2 separate regions of the Rattus norvegicus genome follow, and region 1 is linked to region 2. The links are chromatin contacts, called in public Hi-C maps. All regions are on one chromosome and are shown on one strand. Each heading gives the region's core, a stretch centred on a gene start, on an enhancer-like site or on the middle of the called end of the contact. The rest is flanking DNA. Distances are from core to core; before and after follow the strand shown.

Evidence for each region. A called contact is a pair of places that touch in the nucleus more often than the background predicts.
Region 1: a contact with region 2 is called in a Hi-C map of kidney, with 4 times the contacts expected there. The contact joins the enhancer-like site here to the promoter of Cish in region 2. A contact is called at or near these places in 6 of 12 Hi-C or Micro-C datasets (the A7r5 cell line, Schwann cells, frontal cortex and 3 more).

Annotation. Positions count from the first base shown.
Region 1 is chr8:117,077,300-117,083,335 of GRCr8, forward strand. Cacna2d2 (calcium voltage-gated channel auxiliary subunit alpha2delta 2) reads left to right here. Exons shown (of 39, transcript NM_175592.2): 28 at 119-222; 29 at 423-521; 30 at 610-698; 31 at 890-940; 32 at 1,158-1,229; 33 at 1,333-1,485; 34 at 1,812-1,864; 35 at 1,954-2,009; 36 at 2,164-2,290; 37 at 2,412-2,521; 38 at 2,619-2,707; 39 at 2,792-2,963. The coding sequence ends at 2,935. All of the region lies in intron 1 of LOC120094259 (a long non-coding RNA gene), which reads right to left. Among named protein-coding and RNA genes, the nearest start is that of Tmem115, 5.8 kb to the right of the region's middle. Within about 2 kb of position 2,117, at least 74 of the 93 cell types and tissues checked have an H3K27ac peak or open chromatin away from gene starts, as enhancers often do. A contact at or near this core is called in Schwann cells, kidney and liver, where this site is marked.
Region 2 is chr8:116,847,558-116,853,785 of GRCr8, forward strand. It overlaps Cish (cytokine inducible SH2-containing protein), which reads left to right and starts at 3,412. Exons shown (of 3, transcript NM_031804.1): 1 at 3,412-3,546. The coding sequence starts at 3,527. It also overlaps the pseudogene Rpsa-ps9.

The DNA.
Region 1 (6,036 bases), core at 867-3,366, 230 kb after region 2:
CCCCGTGCAGCAATAACTCTCCCTGTCTGGGACTTTGCTATTACTTCACTACCCAGAAGCCTCAGCACTGCCAAGACCATTGCACACCACTGAGCTCTGACTGTCTTGGGTGCTCTAGGGCAGCTGAAGACTGGACAGAAAACCCTGAACCCTTCAATGCCAGCTTCTACCGCCGCAGCCTGGATAACCGTGGTTATATCTTCAAGCCCCCGCACCAGGACTGTGAGTGTCTGTCCGTAAGCCCAGCAGCAGGTGGGAGGCCTTAACTGAGACCAGGGACATGTGAAGAGAAAGGCTATGCCAAACACCGTATGGGGTGCTATAGACTTAAGCTGGGTCCAGTCCAGTTTTGGTAGAACCCTGTTTTGGAGTGGTCAGTACGGTCAGCCTTCACTCCTGACTGCTCTGCCCATCCATCCCAGCCCTGTTAAGGCCACTGGAGCTGGAGAATGACACAGTAGGCGTCCTCGTCAGCACAGCTGTAGAGCTCAGTCTGGGTCGCCGCACACTGAGGCCAGCAGGTAAATGCTAAGACTGAGGCGGGACTGGGGCAATAGTGAGGACACTGACCAGGCAGGTGGCACAGACAGCCATTGCTCTCTCCCACAGTGGTGGGTGTCAAACTGGACCTAGAGGCTTGGGCTGAAAAGTTCAAGGTGCTTGCCAGCAACCGTACCCATCAGGACCAACCTCAGAAGGTATTTGGGCAGGGAAAGGGGAGTAAGGCCTCTCTGGAGTCTCCAAGGAAGAAGCCTGCCCCTCAGACTGGCTCCAGTGCCTGTGGGAAGGCAGGGGGTGCTGCCAATGACCTGGGGGAACTGGCGTTATGAAGGGGTAACAGACATGAGGAAAACCGGTGGGCGCCTTACAGTCCCCATTCTCTGCCCAGCAGTGCGGCCCCAGCAGCCACTGTGAGATGGACTGCGAGGTAAACAACGAGGTGCGTGTGCTCTGATTCTGACCTGGACCCCAGTGTCCCTCATCCCCAGACTCCTTGGTCTCAACTGTGACTCCTAGCCTGCCCCTTAGTCTTTCGATCTTGACACCCCTTACCCTGACTTCAGTCTTGCCTTGCTCTGAACCATTGGACTGCCAGGGCCTGAAATAGTCTGGGGTAGGCCCCCTCACCATTTTGATCTCCCTTCCCTACCTCTTAGGACCTACTCTGTGTCCTCATTGATGACGGGGGATTCCTGGTGCTGTCAAACCAGAACCACCAGTGGGACCAGGTAAGAAGGGTCAGGAAGAAAATGGAAGGACAGTATGGGTCACAGCCTTCTAGAGCATGCCACGGTCAGCACCATGACTATGGCTTTCTCCCTGCATCCCCAGGTTGGCAGATTCTTCAGTGAGGTGGATGCCAACCTGATGCTGGCACTGTACAATAACTCCTTCTACACCAGAAAGGAGTCCTATGACTATCAGGCAGCTTGTGCCCCTCAGCCTCCTGGCAACCTGGGTGCTGCACCCAGGGGTGTCTTTGTGGTAAGCTACCAGATTAGAGTTTTGGGGGAAAGGGGGAAAATGGCTCAGTGGTTAAGAGCACAAGGTCCTGAGTTCAATTCCCAGCAACCACATGGTGGCTCACAACCATCTGTAATGAGATCTGATGCCCTCTTCTGGTGTGTCTGAAGACAGCTACAGTGTATTCACATACTTGAAATAAATTTAGATTAGAGTTTGAGACACTACACACACGCACGCACGCACGCACGCACGCACGCACACACACACACACCCCTCTAATATTTTCGAGGAGGGCCAGGGTTGACCTAGAACCAGAGGCAACCGCACTCCTCTCTCCACTGCAGCCCACCATTGCAGATTTCCTTAACTTGGCCTGGTGGACCTCTGCTGCCGCCTGGTGAGTCCTGGAGGAGAGGTTGGTTAAGGAGGCCTGTAAGGCACTGGCCACGTGCTGACCGCCTGTACTGGTTGCCCCGTGCTCTACAGGTCCTTATTCCAGCAACTACTTTATGGTCTCATCTATCACAGCTGGTTCCAGGCAGGTAAGTAGGGCTTGGGAGGCTCAGCCCCAAATCTGAGTCCAGGGTGGAAACAGACGCTCGCACCACTGGGAGGGTGGGGCTTAAGGCTGCACCAAGAAGAGGCGGACGACGTGTCATTGTCTGTGGGCGGGGCTGAGGCGTCTGGGCCCCGCAGACCCGGCAGAAGCCGAGGGCAGCCCCGAGACGCGCGAGAGCAGCTGCGTCATGAAACAAACCCAGTACTACTTCGGCTCGGTGAACGCGTCCTATAACGCCATCATCGACTGCGGAAACTGCAGCAGGTACTTGCAGGGCGAGGAGCAAGGCACGTTAGAGGGGCGTGGTCTGCAGCGGGTGTGGGCGGGGCGATGACTCCCGGATGGGGCGAACCTCCAAGGCTCCGCCCCCCCATCCCTCCTCCAGGCTGTTCCACGCGCAGAGACTGACCAACACCAACCTTCTGTTCGTGGTGGCGGAGAAGCCGCTGTGCAGCCAGTGCGAGGTCGGCCGGCTGCTACAAAAGGAGACACACTGTATCCTGCCCCAGCCCTCCCTGCCGCCCGCTCCCCTCCTGCCCCGCGCATCCTCCCCCCTACATCTCTGCTGCCCTCTCCTTGACTCCCCACCCATGCCCAGCGGACGGCCCGGAGCAGTGTGAGCTGGTGCAGAGACCGCGATACCGAAGAGGCCCGCACATCTGTTTTGACTACAATGCGACGGTGAGTCGGGGGAGCGGCGCTGCTGACAGCTGCGAGCCTTTACCCGCTGGGTACCAACCGCTTCCTCGTCTTCCTTCCCTGCAGGAAGATACCTCAGACTGTGGCCGCGGAGCCTCCTTCCCTCCGTCGCTGGGCGTCTTGGTTTCCCTGCAGCTGTTGCTCCTCCTAGGCCTGCCACCTCGGCCGCAGCCTCAAATCCATTCCTTCGCTGCCTCTCGCCGCCTCTGAACTACCCACACACACACATCATAGCCCCCACCCCCACCCCGCCTTGGCCTCCTAGCCTTTTCGCTCACCCTCCCATGCCACATTCCCCAATCTAGATCCTTGGCCAGTCTCTCCTGAAGGAACTGGGCCCCTTCCCCGGGGCCTGTGCCTTGGGGCAGGGGAGCCCCAAAGTAAGGTGCCATGGTGTTTGGCACTCAAGATTTATCTCACCCTTGAACTGTCCAAGTGCCCACAGTCCCTGGACTCACCCCTGTGGGTTGGGACAGGAGGCCACTAGTACCGATGCCAAACCAGGCCTTCACCAACCCACCTGCCTGGAGATTTTCTCTATGTAGGCAACCCTGCCACTGCTGGGCGCCTCTAACTGGCCCTTTGGCCCCACCCAGGCCCAAACTTACCTTCTCTGGGGAAAAAACTAGGAGAGATGGTAGTGGTGAGAGAGATTCTGGGGGCACCCCTTCCCCATAGGCCTCGGGCCGTTCCAGGCTACACCACAAACCCACACCTCGGCCTTGCAGGTATCAGGACAGCCTCACGATGACATCAGCTTAGGCACACCCCACAGACACCTGGACCTCAGAGAGCAGAAACTGGACTCTCACTAGACATGCCCGAGAGGGAACACACAAACAGACACACACCATGGGGGACCCACAAAGCCTTACACAGGGCGAGAGGTCAGTGAAGGGGCTGACCTGTGTGTTCCTTCTCCGCTCACCTCTGCCTCCACTCTGAGATGCAGCCTGGCAGGCCCTCCCATCTCTAGAACTGAATGTCAGACCGTGCCAAATGCTAGGGGAAGGCCTCTGTTTCGCCCCTAGCCACCAGTGTCCCCAAATGCCCCTCACCCTGCCAGGTGCTCATTGTAACCATTGCTCACTAGTGTCAGGCCCCTAGTAGGACCACACGTCACTGCCTGAACCCCTTTGGCAGAAGAACCCCGCCAGACATTGTACTTTGCCTTAGCAGGGGTGACTTGGTCTCTCCTGGCTGGGCCATCCCATCCCCAATCTGGTTCTTACATACTCAGGCCTAATTCCCTCTTCACACACACACACACACACACACACACACACACACACACACACACAGTCCCTGCCCCTAGGAGGCCATATTGCCCCTCCCTTGCTGAACACACACTTGCACCAAGCACATGTGTAGTCAACCATACTGCACACACAGAGGCTGGGCCTGGGACACATCTCTTCACACCATTCATTCTGTCATTTCTCCCAAAGGCATCGTAACCTGGGGGCCAGGCGGGGACTGAGGGCAGGGTGGGGGGGTGTGTGGCCATGAGGCTCAGATGGACTGGGAGGAGGGTGGGAGGGTGGTACATTAATTAATGGCTCCGTTAATTAATGTCATGTTGCGTGTTGCTTTCTCAGTGTGTGTATGGTCCATGCCCAATGCTGGTGGCAGGGTGGGTGTCCATGATGTGTGCCCAGCCTGGATGTCAGCTGTGTCCTGTGGGGGCGTGTGTGTAACTGTAGTGTAGTCAGGTGCTCAACGGAGAATACAAACGAAAAAAGAAACAAACGTATACAGAAAAATAAATATATATTTTAAGTTTAAAAAAACAAACGGAACCAGACAAAACAATTCCCATCAGGTAGTTGTCCACCCCCCCAGCTGGGTTCAATCCTCTCATCACACACCTGACCTAGCTGTCCCCTCACCATGGGCTGGGGGACTTGGGGGCCATTTCCTTTGCCCCGTTTTTTGTTTTGTTTTTTTTTTGTTGTTGTTTTGTTTTGTTTTGGTTGTTATTCTATTTTGTACAGACAAGTTGGGAAAACAACAGCGACAAAAAAAAAGTCGAGAAACTTTGTAAAATATTGTGTGTGTGATTCCTTGTAAAATATTTTCAAATGGTTTATTACAGAAGATCAGTTATTAAATAATGTTCATATTTTCACTTCAAACCAGTTTCCATCCACTGTGTGGGCCTTGGTTGAGGACTGGGTGGTTATGACCACAGGTGGCCTTACCTCAGAGCACTACCCTGCTCTGCTGGGAGGAAAAGCCGCGCACTCCTGTTCCTCAGAGGCTCCTACCCTTGACACACTTTGTTTCATATCAAGTCACAAGACTCTAAGAAAGAAACTAGGGGAGGGACAAAAACCCCACCACCCAGAGCCTCAAGGCAAGGTCAGGACTCCAAAAGAAAGAGACCGATGAGAGATGTCCAGTCAGGCTGAGATCCATCCCTGAGAGCGGACCAGGACCAGACAACCAGATCCTTCCCCTGGAGCAACCGAACAGATGCTGTGCTCGGACACCCGAGGGGTGCCAGGATCAGGCCACCGGCCAGTAAGTGTGGACTACACCATGATTCAGGGAGGTCAGAGGCCAGGACACAGTTCCTGCAAATCTTTTGACAGACATATGTGAGAGAGAGAGAGAGAGAGAGAGAGAGAGAGAGAGAGAGAGTGTGTGTGTGTGTGTGTGTGTGTGTGTGTGTGTGTGTGTGTGTAGGTCTCCCTGCATACATCAAGCTGTGCTGAAGAGAGACTATGTCTTCCTACACCAGCCAGGCTGACCTGGTTGCCCGGAGGTGGCACAGCACACAGGGGTCAGAGAACTGACGGCCTGCAGGCATTCTCTCCTCCCACTGTCCTCTTCCAGTTGTCAGACTTGACAACAAATGCCTGTACCCACTGGGCATCTCACCGGCCTGACCCCTGCATTCTCTTCATGGGGAGAAAACTGACCTAGACAATCCTGAATTAGACGCTCACTCTTTTGGGGCAAGAGAGTCATTCACTCTGTGTTCCTGAAGTTACCTAGCTACATCCTCACCATGATCTTAAGTATATTCCCATAGCACAGATGAGCAACCAGGGAGGAGAAACACCTTCTACCTCACTAGGTGAGAAGGGTTAAGAACATCAATGAAAGCTGGGTGTAATGGTGCCTGCATGAGGGATCTGGAGGCAGGAGGATCAGGAGTTCACAGCCGTCCTGGACTGTACAGTAGGCAGCCTGGGCTACATGAGCTTCTTCAAAATTGAAAGATAAAAGAAAAGTAAGTTCAGCCAAAGTCTGAAATGTCAGGCCATAGAGGATATCTCCGTCAGCCAAGGGCTTGCTCTGCAAAC
Region 2 (6,228 bases), core at 2,162-4,661:
CATACCAATCATAAACAGAGGTTTTGCCAGCTGTTCATTTGACCCAGGAAATCAGAATACATAGCTGTCTTCCCCTCAATGCTCATGCTGTAGCAACCACTTGGAATCATGTCACCTTCACACTGTTGTAAAGATTCAGAACATAGGATGCTGAGTTTGGGCAAATTGGGTTTGTGACAGCAGACTCTGGCACTTAGGCCTTTGTAACAGTAACAGTAACAGTAGTAGTTGGGTATTCAAGGGAACAGAAACTGAAGCCTTTGAAGTAGCTTATAATGACCAAATAGGTCATCCAGTGAAGTGCTGGTGGAGGGAAATCCCTGCTTCCTACCACAACTGCCTTTGATGATCGGGAGCAGTTCATGATGAAAGGATAGAAGCCATATATTGAGGCTACATTGCTGTGGATTCTTGTGACCCATCTTGTGATAGTTCTGGGAAGGGAAGGGCCGGAGTCTCCTGCAGCAACAGGAATTCAGGCAGCGCCTGAGATGGAATGCCCTCGGAAGAACTAGCTCTGGGTAGTTGGCTAGTGAGGTCTTAAGGATCGCCACTGGGTGGCAGTGTGGGCCCAGCAGTCAGGGAGGGGTCCCTTCAAGGGGCGCGGTCAGGAACTGGACTGGTAATGAGGAAATGGTCAGAGGCTGTTTGAGCAGAACAGGGCACATCACCATTCCCAGCACATAGGTGAGATACATAACACTGTCAAATTCACAAAAGACTACTGGAGAGCCAAACCCCCTGAGACGCTGGTTTGCACTGAACATCCTAATCCCTGACCTCTGTAGGAGATGCTTTCAAAGGGATATCCGGGTGTTCTGATACAGACTGGAGTGAGGACAGATAAGGATGCCTAAGAGTTTGCAGGTTATCTTGACCCAGAGAGGAAGTATGTGGAATGATGCAGGGCCTTGGCTGGAACCCTCACTTTGCTAGCTGTAAGATCCAAGGCACACGTAACCCGTGTCCTAGTGTCCTCCCATAAAAGCATTATCTGTGGTAACTGTGTCTAGCACACGCTCAGTGTCCAGTAGGCACCGTGAAAGGGATATAGTGTTGGGGTAGAGTGTTTGAAATGTAGCATCATAAAGGTCCAAGTTCAGGGCTGGAGAGATGGCTCAGCGGTTAGGAGCACTGACTGCTCTTCCCGAGGTCCTGAGTTCAAATCCCAGCAACCACATGGTGGCTCACAACCATCTGCAATGGGATCTGATGCCCTCTTCTGGTGTGTCTGAAAATAGCTATATTCTGTGCGTGCGTGTGTGTGTGTGTGTGTGTGTGTGTGTGTGTGTGTGTGTGTGTAAAATAAACCTTTAAAAAAGATCCAAATCCAAAATCACAGCTCTGGGGTTCAGTGGTGAAAGAGATCAGCAGATCAAGGTGCTTGCCACTACGACTGACAACAGAGGGGACTCAGAGAAGTGATTCCCTCAGGTCATCCTCTGACTCCACGTGAGTGCTGTGGCTATAAACAGATGTTGAACACACACACACACACACACACACACACACACACACACACAATTTTAAAAAGGGAATCACTCTGGGGAGTGGTGGCATACATCTTTAATCCCAGCACTTGGGAGTCAGAGGCAAGCAGATCTCTGTGAGTTCAAGACCAATCATGGTCTACACGGTGAGTTCCAGGACAGCCAAGATTACACATGTCTCAGAAAGAAAAAAAAAGGGGGGTAAGTAAATAAAAAGAAAATACAGCTCTGTTGCATGACACCTGTGAAATCCCCCATCCCCCATATCTTCTTTCCCCCCCCCCCCCGGAGCTGGGGACCGAACCCAGGGCCTTGCGCTTCCTAGGTAAGCGCTCTACCACTGAGCTAAATCCCCAACCCCCCCCCCATATCTTCTTAACATACATACAGGGATCCCATTTCTGGGTACTCCTACACCACCCTATCCATATTCCAAGAAACTGGCTTCTTGATATACTCTGCGAGCCCTAATGGGGTTACACCGAGCTTAACTTCCCCTCCAAGGCATCTACGGAGAACTGGGTCCCTCAGAGTAATCTCTTATCTTCACTAAGTCCTCCTCCCACTTCTCAGGGTTTTATCTTCGGTTCTCTATCTTGGGTGGGGCACCCAGAGCCTGTGCTGGGGAAAGCCCAGACACTGCCCAGATTCTAGACACTGCCAGAAGCCTGTCATCTCTGCCAAGAACTTTACAGCCGCCCTTTCTGAGGAATGTGGGTGGCGTGACATGTGTGGAGAGAAGAGACACCCATACTGGACAGTGGACGGTGTGGAAGGAGTGGGTGTACTGGCTCTTCAGGTCTTATCTCCCCATATCCTGAATCATGGATTTGGAGGGAGTTCACATAGACCCTACAGTTCCTTGGTAAACCAGACTTGGTGACTTAGCCTGTAACTTCACACTGTAAACTTTTGCTCAGAAGTTTGGGACCAGGCTGGTCTACATACTGAGCTCCGAGGTAGTCTGAATTCTATTTAAATACAAAAACAAGCAAAAAACCTCCCTGGTTAGTTACTGAAAATAAAATATAGCAAGTTCTTTGTTGTACGAGAAGCAGCATTCTGTCCCTTAGTTCTATGATCCTATTGTTTGATCTCCCTTTGTTTGAACTCAGGTTTCTCGCAGCATTTGGTTGGACCTCACCAAACCATAGACAGGGTTGTGACTCAAGAGGGTAATTTCCCAAGTGGCGGTCCACTCAGAGATTAGGCAAAGATGGGATGGATGAGCTCATTTGATTACAAAAGATTAGTTGTAGCCTGAACGCTTTTAGCTGTGATGACTACAATGGACCCGCTTAGTTCTTCGGTTCTCTTAAGCGCCTCTCCTTAAGTCTTTCTCACAGCATATCACCCACCTTCATGCAGTGTCCGATCGGCTAGGAGCGGCTAGCTAGGAGGACCGGCCCAGACCCTGCTTCCGCGCTAAAGTTCTAAGGGGGAGATAAGCGCACCCATCCCCAAAGAAGCAGAGGGAAGACAATCTGGTCTCAAGTTGCAGGAGTCGCATCTATATTCTTTCTTAACTTTTTTCTAACCCAGTCTTCTCCCTACTAGTCTCTGGGTCCCGCCCCGGCCGGTTACGTGAGTCCAGGGTCCATGCACTTCAATTGGTCTGTTCAGCTGCTCGTCCCACGTCCAGCGATGCGATTGGTCAACTGTAGGAGCTCCCGCCCAGTTTTCCTGGAAAGTTCTTGGAAATCTGTCAAAGGTGTTTCCTTTCTCAGTCCAAAACACTAGATGCCTGCGCCCCTGTTCCCCTCCCGACTGCTGCAAAGCCCGCGGTTCTAGGAAGATGCGGCTTCCGGGAAGGGCTGGGACTCAGCGGACAAAAGATTAGGAGGCGCCTAGCCCCGCCCCACTCTCCCGGTCCGTCCCCCCTCGTTCTTCCAAGCTGCTCGCACCACAGCCTTTCAGTCCCCGATCGCCGCCGGTACGCCCCGGGACCCTGACCTTCGCACCCCTGGCACCCACTGGCTCCTTTCTTCTTCCGTCCCGCCGAACTCCGACTCTCGAGCCGCCGTTGCCTCTAGGACATGGTCCTCTGCGTACAGGGGTAAGCTCAGTTCTTTCCCTGCCCTGGCTTCATGCGGTAAGCCGGAGGTCTCAGGCCTCGAGCTAGCTGCGGGATTTGAGAGGGCTTGACCGGCTGGAGATGGAGTGCGAAAGGACCTTGGGTGGTGCGCCTAGGACACACACACACACACACACACACACACACACACACACACACACACACACACACTTAGTATGATAGGAAAACGGTGGGAGGAGCCCCCATTCCTGAGATCTCACTAGCGCAAAGTGTAGGAGGTTCTCCAGGATGGGACTCACAAGTCTAGACCGCTGAGTTCATAGCTTACCTGGCCTTCAGGCTCCAGACCGTATATCGGTGACCTTGAGCCAGCCTTAGACCCCTCTGTGTTCAGAAGCTCATTCCTCCGTCCCAGGCCAGCGATTAGGTTCTTGGGAAGCCAGCCTGAGGTCTTTGACTCTCCCCAGGCTGGCACCGAATAAACAGCACCCCTTAGGAGCATCCCATACCTTCTCTTAGCTCAGACTGACATCTCAGTGTGATAAAGACTTCACCCTGCCTTCTCCAAGGTTTCCCGAAGACAGGGAATATAGGACCATGGTGAAAGTGAGACTTTGATAAAACAGCCTTGGTTTCAGCTGAGTGAACTTGGCACACCTGTTTACCCTAGGTTTCAGGGTCCCCTTCAAACATTGATCAGTCAGGAATACAGGAAAGCCCAAGAAGAGAGGAATTTTGTGTGTGTGTGTGTGTGTGTGTGTGTGTGTGTGTGTTACAAGTCCAGTAGCAATTGTTATAACACAAGGGAATGGTGCCAAGTGAGGAAGAGTGGAAGGTGGGGCCAGGCTGAAGTGCCCTTGCTCTAAGCAGCCCTGAGTCCCAGGAAGAGAGCTGTAGGGAAGACTCTTCCCTAGTAGTTCCTACCATGCTCCTTTAGTCTCTGAATTTTTGGACTCTTCAGCAGACCCACGACACACACTGCCTTCCTTCTTGGGTGCCCCCACGTCTCCATTCTGGTTCCCCAGAGCCTCTTTGACTTTGCCTTAACTGAAGGCCCCTGGGAACCAAGGGACTAGTGTTGGGGTAGTAGGGAAAAAGACACACATATATCCCATCGTCCCCGGGCTTGGTTCATCTCATTGGCATGTGTCCTCAGGCAGGACTTCATGGCTAGACTCCAAGACATGCACACACAGGTTCTTGGAACACACCAGTCCTACATGTGTCACCATGATGACACACCCCTCCCTAGATATTTAGTCCCTCCCAGCAACCTTTAGGGATTAGTATAGTCATTTTATACCTAGACACCATACTAGCCCCAGAGGTACCTATTACATAAACCTGTGGGACCTGTGGAGGGGACTTAACTAAACTGACTGGTCAAAACTACCACAGAGGCTGGGGAATGTCTGACTAGCCTGGATCAAGCTGTGGGCCCCAGCAAGCAGGTCACCTCAGAATTCTGCCTGTAGCTTACTAAGTGGGATTCCAGAGCTCTCATAGCTCGGTCAAGAGCAGGTGCGGAAAAACCCTTGGCAGCGTATAGGTGCTAGAGTCTGTCACCCCTTCTTCTGAGTGGTCACAGGACTATGACCTTCTAAACACCACTTACACTGTCAGATCTGACTGCTGGCAGCTCCTAACTACAAGGAATACCTGATACAGTGTTGCTTTCCCCAGCAAATGTGGGCTGAGCCTAGGCTGAGGATCGAACCCAGGGCTTTGCACTTGCTAGGCAAATGCTCTACCACTGAGCTAAATCCCCAACCTCTGGGGACACATTTTATTAGAAGTTAGAGAGAGCCGATTCTTTTTTTCCCCAGAAGCAGCTGGTGGGCTGCTAGGAAGATTTCAGCCACTGGATCACCAGCTGGTGGACTGCTAGGAAGATTTCAGCCACTTAAGTTACCCTAACCCCAGCCCTCTAATATTGCCAAACCCCTCAGGGCAGGTAGGCCATCATCTGGATGGAGGAGAAACCACAACTCAGAGAGGAGCGCACTGTACATGAAAATCATACAACAGTAAGGCTGACTCCATAGGGTGGAGTCTGGAATGTGGGTTGAGCACCCTGCCCTTTGGTGGTGGGAGCTCATATTTATGAGAGATGAAATTCATCAATGCCTTTAGAGGACACTGCCTTCCCTCAGCTGGGAGGAGTAGAGCCCAGGATGGGTATCTAGCTGGTATGGGTAGGAGCTTGTTTTAAATTCTTGAAGTCCTAGCCAGTGAGTGCTGTGCGCCCCCACCCCCAACAGATACTCCTATTGACAGAGAGCCACCCTGTAACCTTAGGCTTTCTACGGTAATCTTGAGGGCTCCCTGAGAATTCCACCCTAGTTCATTCTGTGACTCCACCAGGTACAGGTGGCAGTTAGCAGGCTACCTTAGCCAGGAAGGGCACAACGGTGAGACAGCTTTGGAATTGACAGGTTCCTCACTCTTGTGGTCGGAATGCTGGAAGTGCTTGTCTGTGATTCTGGCGATACAGGTCTCAGGTTAATTTGTATATAGTACGTGTAGGAGAGTAGAAAAGAATGCTTTACAATAGGTTCTGTGGAAGTGGGAGTGTACATAGCTCAGTGGTAGAACACTTGCTTAGCATGTGCGAGCCTCCAAGTTCAATTCCCAACACTACACAAAAATAAGAAAGAATTTTATCTAGGAGCTGAGTGTGGTGGCACTTGGGAGACAGAGGCA